2 separate regions of the Triticum aestivum genome follow, and region 2 is linked to region 1. A link is a contact called in public Hi-C data. All regions are on one chromosome and are shown on one strand. Each heading gives the region's core, a stretch centred on a gene start, on an enhancer-like site or on the middle of the called end of the contact. The rest is flanking DNA. Distances are from core to core; before and after follow the strand shown. Region 1 has its middle 13 kb from the start of LOC123091921. Region 2 has its middle 570 kb from the start of LOC123091921.

Region 1 (3,865 bases), core at 224-2,723:
TACGTGTCGGTGCAGAAGTTGCAGGCCTTGGTCCCAGTATTGACGGGGCAGGGGTGAGCCCGAGGCCTTGCATCAGTGTCTCCTCTGCAAACAGAGGGCCGGCTATCGCAGGCGGAAGTTACTCGTGCTCAGCCAAAGGCACGGCAATAGGAGTACGAGCAGGACTCTGGCTAGTATCACGCCGACGAGGGATTTGAATGGAGAGGCCCTGTGGCTGCTCCAGACTAGGTATCATGATCGCCTCTTCCTTGCGACTCCCCCCTTCCTCCGTATCATCTTGCTCCACCGTAGCTGCCTCACAATGAACCTCAATCTGATCCATCTCTGGCACGAGAATATTGCCCGTAACTGAGTGCGAATCGAGAGCCGTCATTCGCTTCTTAATTCGTGAAGATATCCACAACAGATTGCTATTTCTAGAAGGTGTTTTATCCCAAGAAAGAAGTAAAATATAGTAATCGGCGGTACAAGGTATACAACTGTGCAAAAATAATTTATGGTATATATAGTAACGAGGGTTCCAGATGATGACAGAAATATCAGGTACAAAAGTAAAAAAAAAATCTGTCCAATAACACAATGAAGATTAGGAGCTACCTATAGATGCAATTTTTAATATCTAGAGAACCATAGGATTCTGAATTTTGGCGTCGATGGATAGAATTCTGCGCAAACTATAATATTGTTTGTTCTGAACAACAATATCAATCTGACCATTAAATTGAACCGGGTTAGTCAATGATCCACTGAGCAGGAGTTTAGCCAGTTTCAAATAACATAAGATTTATGTGCTCCAGTTTTAATGTGGAAAGGGTACACATGTTAGCACACTTCATTCATCCAGATCCATTCAACATCTACTGAATTGTCAATGCATGAGAAATTCAGGTTTTAATCTGATGCATAGAACCTCATGTAGCCTGAATGGTACACTTTGGATGCATTCAACATCAAATGAAGTGTACTAAACGGAAGTGGATGTAACCTTCGGTTTTAATTCGGTTGATGTTATGCATATTAAAACTGATGCATGCAAGCTCATGTAGCCTGAATTGTCAGCACGTAAGATTTCAAATAAAGTGTGCCCTTTAGCTTTAATAACCTGAATAAAAATCCAGATCCATTCAGATCCCGAACTCTGAATAAAATGCATAGATGCTAATATAAGACTTGTCAGCACGTAATTCCCCAATTCATTCATCAAGATCCATTCAGAATCAACCAGATTCAAGAACACATATATATACATCCTGAACGAACACCACCGAAAATCAAAGAAATAAAAAACCACACCGGGCCCCACCCGTGAAAATCAGGGGGGGAGAAAATTATACTACGAGAGAGATGCATGTGCCAGCGGCTCCCGTGCATGCCTCTGCACGTTTGACTTCTTGGCCACATAGTGGGCCTGTACCAGACCTTGTCGGCATCACATACATGAAAGGAAGGTCGCGCGTTGCGACGCGCGCCCGTGAAGGAGCTCTTTCGCCACACAGTAATCTTGTATTAGAATATGGAAGCTCACCAGTGCTAGACTGTTCTGTATCCTCACTGCAACACCTCCTATGTCATGCGGAAGGAGGTGAAACTGCGGCAGGATGCGGATGAGAAGGAAGACCAAGGAGATGAGGCGGCGAGCGGGAGAGTCAGCAGCGGCACAGCGCAGCGCGGCGGCCGGGGACTGAGGCATGCGGCCGACGGGAGCAGCCGACCTGCGGCGGCGCAGGCCGCAAGATGTTCGACGGCTTCTCCCTCGATCAACCCTGCGGGAGGTTATGCCACCCAGATCCAGACAGCGAGCTCTTCTACCCATCCAAGTCGAATTCGGCCGTGGAGGATAGCAGACCTACGGGCGCGCGGCCTCGGCGCCTACACAGCGGTGCGGGAGGTTCTACGGCGGCGGAGGGATCAAACCATCGGACCATGGTGCTGACTAGCAGCCGAGAAAGCGTTCGGCGAGATAAGAGAGGAAGAGAGTGAGGCAGTGACAGAATCTGTGTGTGTTCGCACTTTTTAGAATACTACTCCCTCCGTAAACTAATATAACAGCGTTTAGAATACTAAAATAGTGATCTAAACGCTCTTATATTAGTTTACAGAGGGAGTAGTTAATTGCCCGTGCGTTGCACGAAGGTATATTTTATTGGTTCAACACCAATCATGTTATACTTTTAGGTGTCATGCAACACTATTGACTTTTTTCACAGTTGTTCCTCCTCCTCTATCCACTTTCTCCGCCCATCCCCTCCTCACCCCGTAAAAATCCACTCCATCCATGTCAATGGAACATCCAATTTGCAATCCCGTTTCACCTCCACTCAGCACACACCTTGATTTTCAAACACGTAAGCATGTAGTCTAATATATTTCACATCGCGGTAGACCCCTCCACGCCCCCCCCCCCCCCCCCCCCCCCCCCCCCACACACACACACACACACTCTTTTCATTATTGATTTCTTTTTTTTTTGCATTAGAATACTTAATTTGAGTATCCAAGGTTTCAAGCGTAATAAATTGTTTTCAAGATAAAAGTAATAATTGTATACAATGGTAACATATTCAAGCTATATTTAGTAGGCATTATCAAAATCATGTAATCTACGTTCTGCCCGTGGATCAAAAATTAGGAACCAAATAGCGAAAATAACACAAACACAATACTAACATATAACGTATGAGAGAGTTAGTACAATTATCATAAGCATGTTGGAGTTGACATAACAGTAATATTAGCACCCTTGGGTAATTTTTCACTGGGTTGGGATCCCAACGTACCAGGAGGGTCTTTTGCTATTTGCATCGGTTTCCTTTGACTGACAGTTAGCTAACCCTTGGAAGTACCTTGCCAATTGACACACATATGAAACATATTACAAGATTACATGCATTGTTAGCAGAGATGGTTCAGAATAAAGATAGCCTGATGACATAACACAGTAAGTAGATTGACGAGGGACCGCATTTCACTGAATTGTAATGCAGTGCACATTCAAAGTTCTCCACCGGCAGCATATTCCATGACAAAGGAAAGGCGCGACTGGTTAAACAAACATATTCTTGATTGTACATAAAATAAGACCATATTATAGCAACTCCACTCAGTTTTATCTAATGGAGAAAAATCTGCTAAATTAAAGATTGGACAGAGAGATTTAGGATAAACATCAATGCTTCTGAAATCCTTATAACCAATCGTAGTAATCATTGAATTAATGTGTGGTCAATACTGCCTAGACCAACTGTACTTTTATAACTTTTGAAGAAGAGGAAAATATTACTAATAACTGGCACCTTCAGTCATGATGCAAAAAAATTAAAATCTAATCGACATTTATTTCCAAAAGATAGTGCCATTTCTTCTATTTGGAGAGGACACAGAAGCAGGTCAGAGTTTTTACTTTAGAACCTTCAAATTTCAATAACCTAATGTGATTGACAACAATAAAACTTATCAAACGACTGCCAAGTCAGGATTTCGGTAATTTTATCTCCTCGGAATCGTATGGTGCGAGGGTGCCGCTGCGACCAGTAATGGGTACTCTGCAAGCACACAAAAAAAAACTCAAAATAATAATAGAAATCCATCATCCATCTCAACAACTTCACTATCCTCATATCTATTCTTGGCGATATGCGAGCAAACGGGTAATCCCATGGCGATTGGTAGGAGGGCAATAAAATCAATGAGAGGGTTCAGGTGGAGAGATTGGTGAATCTGCAGGTAGAGAGATCCGGCGGCGAGGCCGCCGTGTATACTCCTTGACCCTGCGCCGTGCCGCCGTTGCATTCGTGCTCAATCGCCGTGCTGCTGCACCGTCGGGGGGTCCAAGATGTCGGGTCCTTGGAAGATGAATCATCTTGGT
Region 2 (4,201 bases), core at 1,423-3,922, 550 kb before region 1:
CCTATTTCAGCTGGAGGAAATAGCGAGGGACACATAGTTCGGACTGGAGACCGGTGGTCTGATGGAAGTGTGAAACTCGTCATCTGTCACTGATGATCGGTGGTACTCTATAGTGGGGGTTGAGTGGTGTGGGTTCGTGGCCCTTGAGACTCGACCGGGACAGCGGAGGCTCGACGCGGTAAGAGAGGTGAGGCGTGCGGTAGCACGGGACATGGAGATGGGCCAGGGCTCTGGTGGTCATACATGTGGTGAGACAACTGCAAATTAGACTCGGGATGACTACAAGAAACTGTGAAATTTCTTCATGTTTCAGACAGGCGGTCAAGAAAGGAGCGGTGATGTTGAGTTCAGGTAACTCTTATGTATGACACCCAATATGTGAGTTGTTCACTTTCACGCAGGTCAGTGATCAGTGTGTGATGGCATTGGACGGATACTCTGGAAGTTGGGAGCATAAACTAGAGTAACAAGGAATTTAGTTTTGCTCGAGTGTTGACTGTGGCCAAGAAAAGAAGGGACTACAAGTTGCAGGCGGAGTCGCATGGAGTCTTTGGAGTAGCTGCGATACTCATGGGATAAGCTCAAGTCCAATGTAAATGGAAGTTTGACGCATGGACAAATCCAGGGTGGTGGAGTATATTCACCAAGGTGGAGTTTGTTGGAGTTGTGTCGAATATAGTGTACAAGGTAGGTTACAATTGGACTTGTAGTTGTATTGTGTTTAGATAGGATATGGAGTCGTGTCCAAGTCGGACAATTGTATCCTAGGCCTCTCATATATAGCGAAGCTAGACACACGATGTAACCTATGCCAACATAATAGCCCAGGAATGCAGGGGAAGCCGGTGGCATGTGACGGCGCCTAGGGCGACCGAGTGCGGTATTGTAGCGGTGTCATGGGGAGGAGCGCCCATAGGCAGACCCCGGGGATTTAGCCATATCGGTGAAGCTCGTTAACAAATCTCGGTGTCGTACTCCTGTGATTGCTTGGTCCTCGGATGATCGACGGTATGCCTCGGATTTATTCTAACAAGACAAATGGCAAGAGAGTCGAGGGAGAATGAGAACCTGCCTAGTCTAGTGGTGGGGATGCCTTATATAGACTGCACCACCCCTTCACCACTAGACTAGGCTCGTTCGCATTCTTCTCCCTCAACTCTCTCGCCATTAGTTTCAGGACTTAGCTCTGGCATAGGGATCTGTTCTCCTATCTCTCTCATTGTAATCTCCGGATACATACTCAGATAAAACAAAGCCTCTCTGGAGCACGAGACGAGGGTTGTTATCTCCATTGCAAGAGGCCGGAACTCGCTAAAACCACAGTGTCACCCATATGCATCTCGGTAGATCATGCTGCTTTACCCTATCCTTTTTATTGTCGGAATCGTTCCCACGACAGTTGGCGCCCACCGTGGGGCATGGCGTCTATCGAGCCATGATGCAGATGGTTTTTTATTTATTCATCTATGTTTATTTTCTACTAGCAAACATGCTCGTGCGTTGCAACAGGAGAAAAAAAATACCTCTCATACACACTCTCGATACATCAGCAAATCTCTTGAAATCATGCACGTTGCCGCATGAAAAACAATATGATAAGTGATGTTGCGCGAGAACATACAGACGTGATGATTTTTGAAGTGTATTCAAGGTGTTTCCAATTTAGACAATATAAATATCTATCTAGTTGTAGGTATATCTTTACACATTTGGTGTCGTTCCTCCTCACTGATGCCCAACAAATATTTGCATTATGATGAAAATAGCAAAGTATATTTTATTATTTAATGATAGCATATGCATAAGAGCATTATTTTTGCCTCCTTTATATATGTGCTTTTTTTGTAATCCAAGTCAAATCTTAATTTGGTTGCAAACATATTAGACAGCTCCATAAAAAACAATCAATTTGTAAGGACATGCATATCAAATGTTCAAGGTTGCATATCAACATTGATATTCTCAAAAAATGAAAAAAATTAAAACAATATGAAAATTAAAGTCAAGCCATTGGTTTATGTAAAGCTTGTATCAGCAACATTGTACATTTTTTATACATAAGAAACATTTTATATATACACATTTAATACTTTCCAATTTCATGGTCAACATTTTTTAAAACATATTTATTTTTTATGTCTACTTTTTATACACATTCTACATTTTTTGTATACATCAGGAATATTTTTTATATACACGTTTAACATAGTCCAAATACATGATACTATTTTTGAAAACTTATTTTTTTATGTCTACTTTGTTCCATACACATTATATATGTTTCTATACATTTTTCTTATACATCAAAAACATTTTTTGTATGCACATTTGACGTTCTTAAATATATGATTAACATTTATTAAAGAATGACAAATTATAGTACTATTTTTCTATACGCACTGTTCTTTTTTGTATATAATGGAAACATTCTTTCTATACATGTTTGACATTTCTTTAGTGCATGATTAACATTCTTTCAAAGTCTGCATATAACTGATTTTTATGATTAAAATATTCATAGTATTTCGAAATAAAGCCAAAAGAAAAAATACAGAACGTATGTAAAAAAATGTAAGAAAAATAAGTGCTAAAGGCCGCTCTGGGCCGGCCCAATTGGGCATCTGTCTAGAGAAAAGGGGGAGCAAAAAGGGAGTAATTGAGAAAAGGGGCAGATAGGGGATCGAACCTGGGTCTTCTAGGTGGAAGAGCGAGAGTCCAGCCAATAGGGCGGCCACGCCCCTGACGTTTGCTGGGGGATCAGACGTTATTGAACCAAAACCAATGACCGACTAAAAAAAGAATCATTTTTTTGCTGTTACCAGGGGCATGCGCGGGTAAATTATGTGAACTCTAGTGGCAAATTCCGTGACATACGACCAGAAACCCAGTTTTTTTATTATTAGGTAAAGTTTCCTACTGTTCATCTCTGCAGCGAGTAACGGAAGCATCAAAAAAGCAGGAGAAAAGATACATCTTCACTGGACATCATGTCAATCGATTCAAGCATGTACATTGTACAAGAATCAAACAGTAACATGCATCGGTTCAGGTGGTCATCTCGCGCAGAACTAACGCAGCACAGAGGCAGGGGGTGATATTAACGACACACACACGGCGGCCTCGTTATCCAACGAAGTGCTGCATCTGACGCCGCAATGCTCCTTGCTCTGGCATCATCTGCACGACGGAGGCGTGTACACACGGTGGCTCCGCTCTTCGACATCTGCCTCCATCGTCCCAACGGATCGCTGCGCCTGGCAGTGTGCTGCTCCTCCTTTCGATTGGTGGCTTGGTCGCAGCTTCTGCGTTGGCTGGGTAGTCCCAACTGGCCGGCCGACTCCCAGAGCGACAAAGGGAAGGAGCCGGCAAGAAGTGCTTCATCCTCGACAGATGTGGCCATGCCTCCATGACGGCTCGGCGGTGAGAATGGGGCCGAAAGCTCGGCGGTGACCTTCACGGGGAGCCTCAGGCCCGGCGTAGCTCCGCACGGATGCGGCCTCATAGGAGAGCATCGTCCCGCACTCGGATTTTTCGCGGGCCGCCTCACCTCATGTTGGGTCTATGCCAAAGCCGCGACCACCGCCATGGCCGACCAGGGAGCTCTGTCTCCCGCCTTTAACTCTCCGTCTAACCTTAATTCCTTCCCATTTATTTCCTGCATGCAGGGGATAAATGGTCGTGGGAAAAGGAAACTTCCCTTGGATGCATTTACGGCCTTAACTCTTGCCAAATTACTGCCTCCTGCATGCACGTACATGTTTCAGACGTGGGAAACCCCATCAGTGAATGGTAACGGTAGGCATTCGCGTATTCCTGTGGATCGTTGGCCTCCGGCACGACGGCCCGGCGGTTCCTCGGTCTGAATCCAAGTGCTTGCCGATAGCCTGTATGATGAAGCCAACACCACACCACGGCAACCAGAAGCTTGCTCCACCCTTGCACAGGATAGCGTCTCCCACGCCGGAGGCACGAACCCCATGCGGCATGGGGACCAGGAGTTGGCCATGCTGCCATGCTCAACAGTTTCTCCCTCATGTCAATGGTTCGGTAGCAGCTTCCGGGGGTCCTCGGTAGCTCATCCTCATGTATCGCCTTCCCGACGCAGCGCGGGCGCATACTCACTCTGGCAACATTCACTCGGCAGCAACTCCCTCTAGTCAGCGTGGTCACTCGGATGGGACTAGCTCACACGGACCAAACC

What was found. A called contact is a pair of places that touch in the nucleus more often than the background predicts.
Region 2: a Hi-C map of leaf shows a contact between it and region 1, with 3 times the contacts expected there. The contact joins two enhancer-like sites. A contact is called at or near these places in 2 of 5 Hi-C or Micro-C datasets (both in leaf).

Annotation. Positions count from the first base shown.
Region 1 is chr4B:247,188,794-247,192,658 of IWGSC CS RefSeq v2.1, reverse strand. No RefSeq gene overlaps it. Among protein-coding and RNA genes, the nearest start is that of LOC123091921, 13 kb to the right of the region's middle. Within about 2 kb of position 1,473, at least 5 of the 8 cell types and tissues checked have an H3K27ac peak or open chromatin away from gene starts, as enhancers often do. A contact at or near this core is called in leaf, where this site is marked.
Region 2 is chr4B:247,741,207-247,745,407 of IWGSC CS RefSeq v2.1, reverse strand. No RefSeq gene overlaps it. Among protein-coding and RNA genes, the nearest start is that of LOC123091921, 570 kb to the right of the region's middle. Within about 2 kb of position 2,672, at least 5 of the 8 cell types and tissues checked have an H3K27ac peak or open chromatin away from gene starts, as enhancers often do. A contact at or near this core is called in leaf, where this site is marked.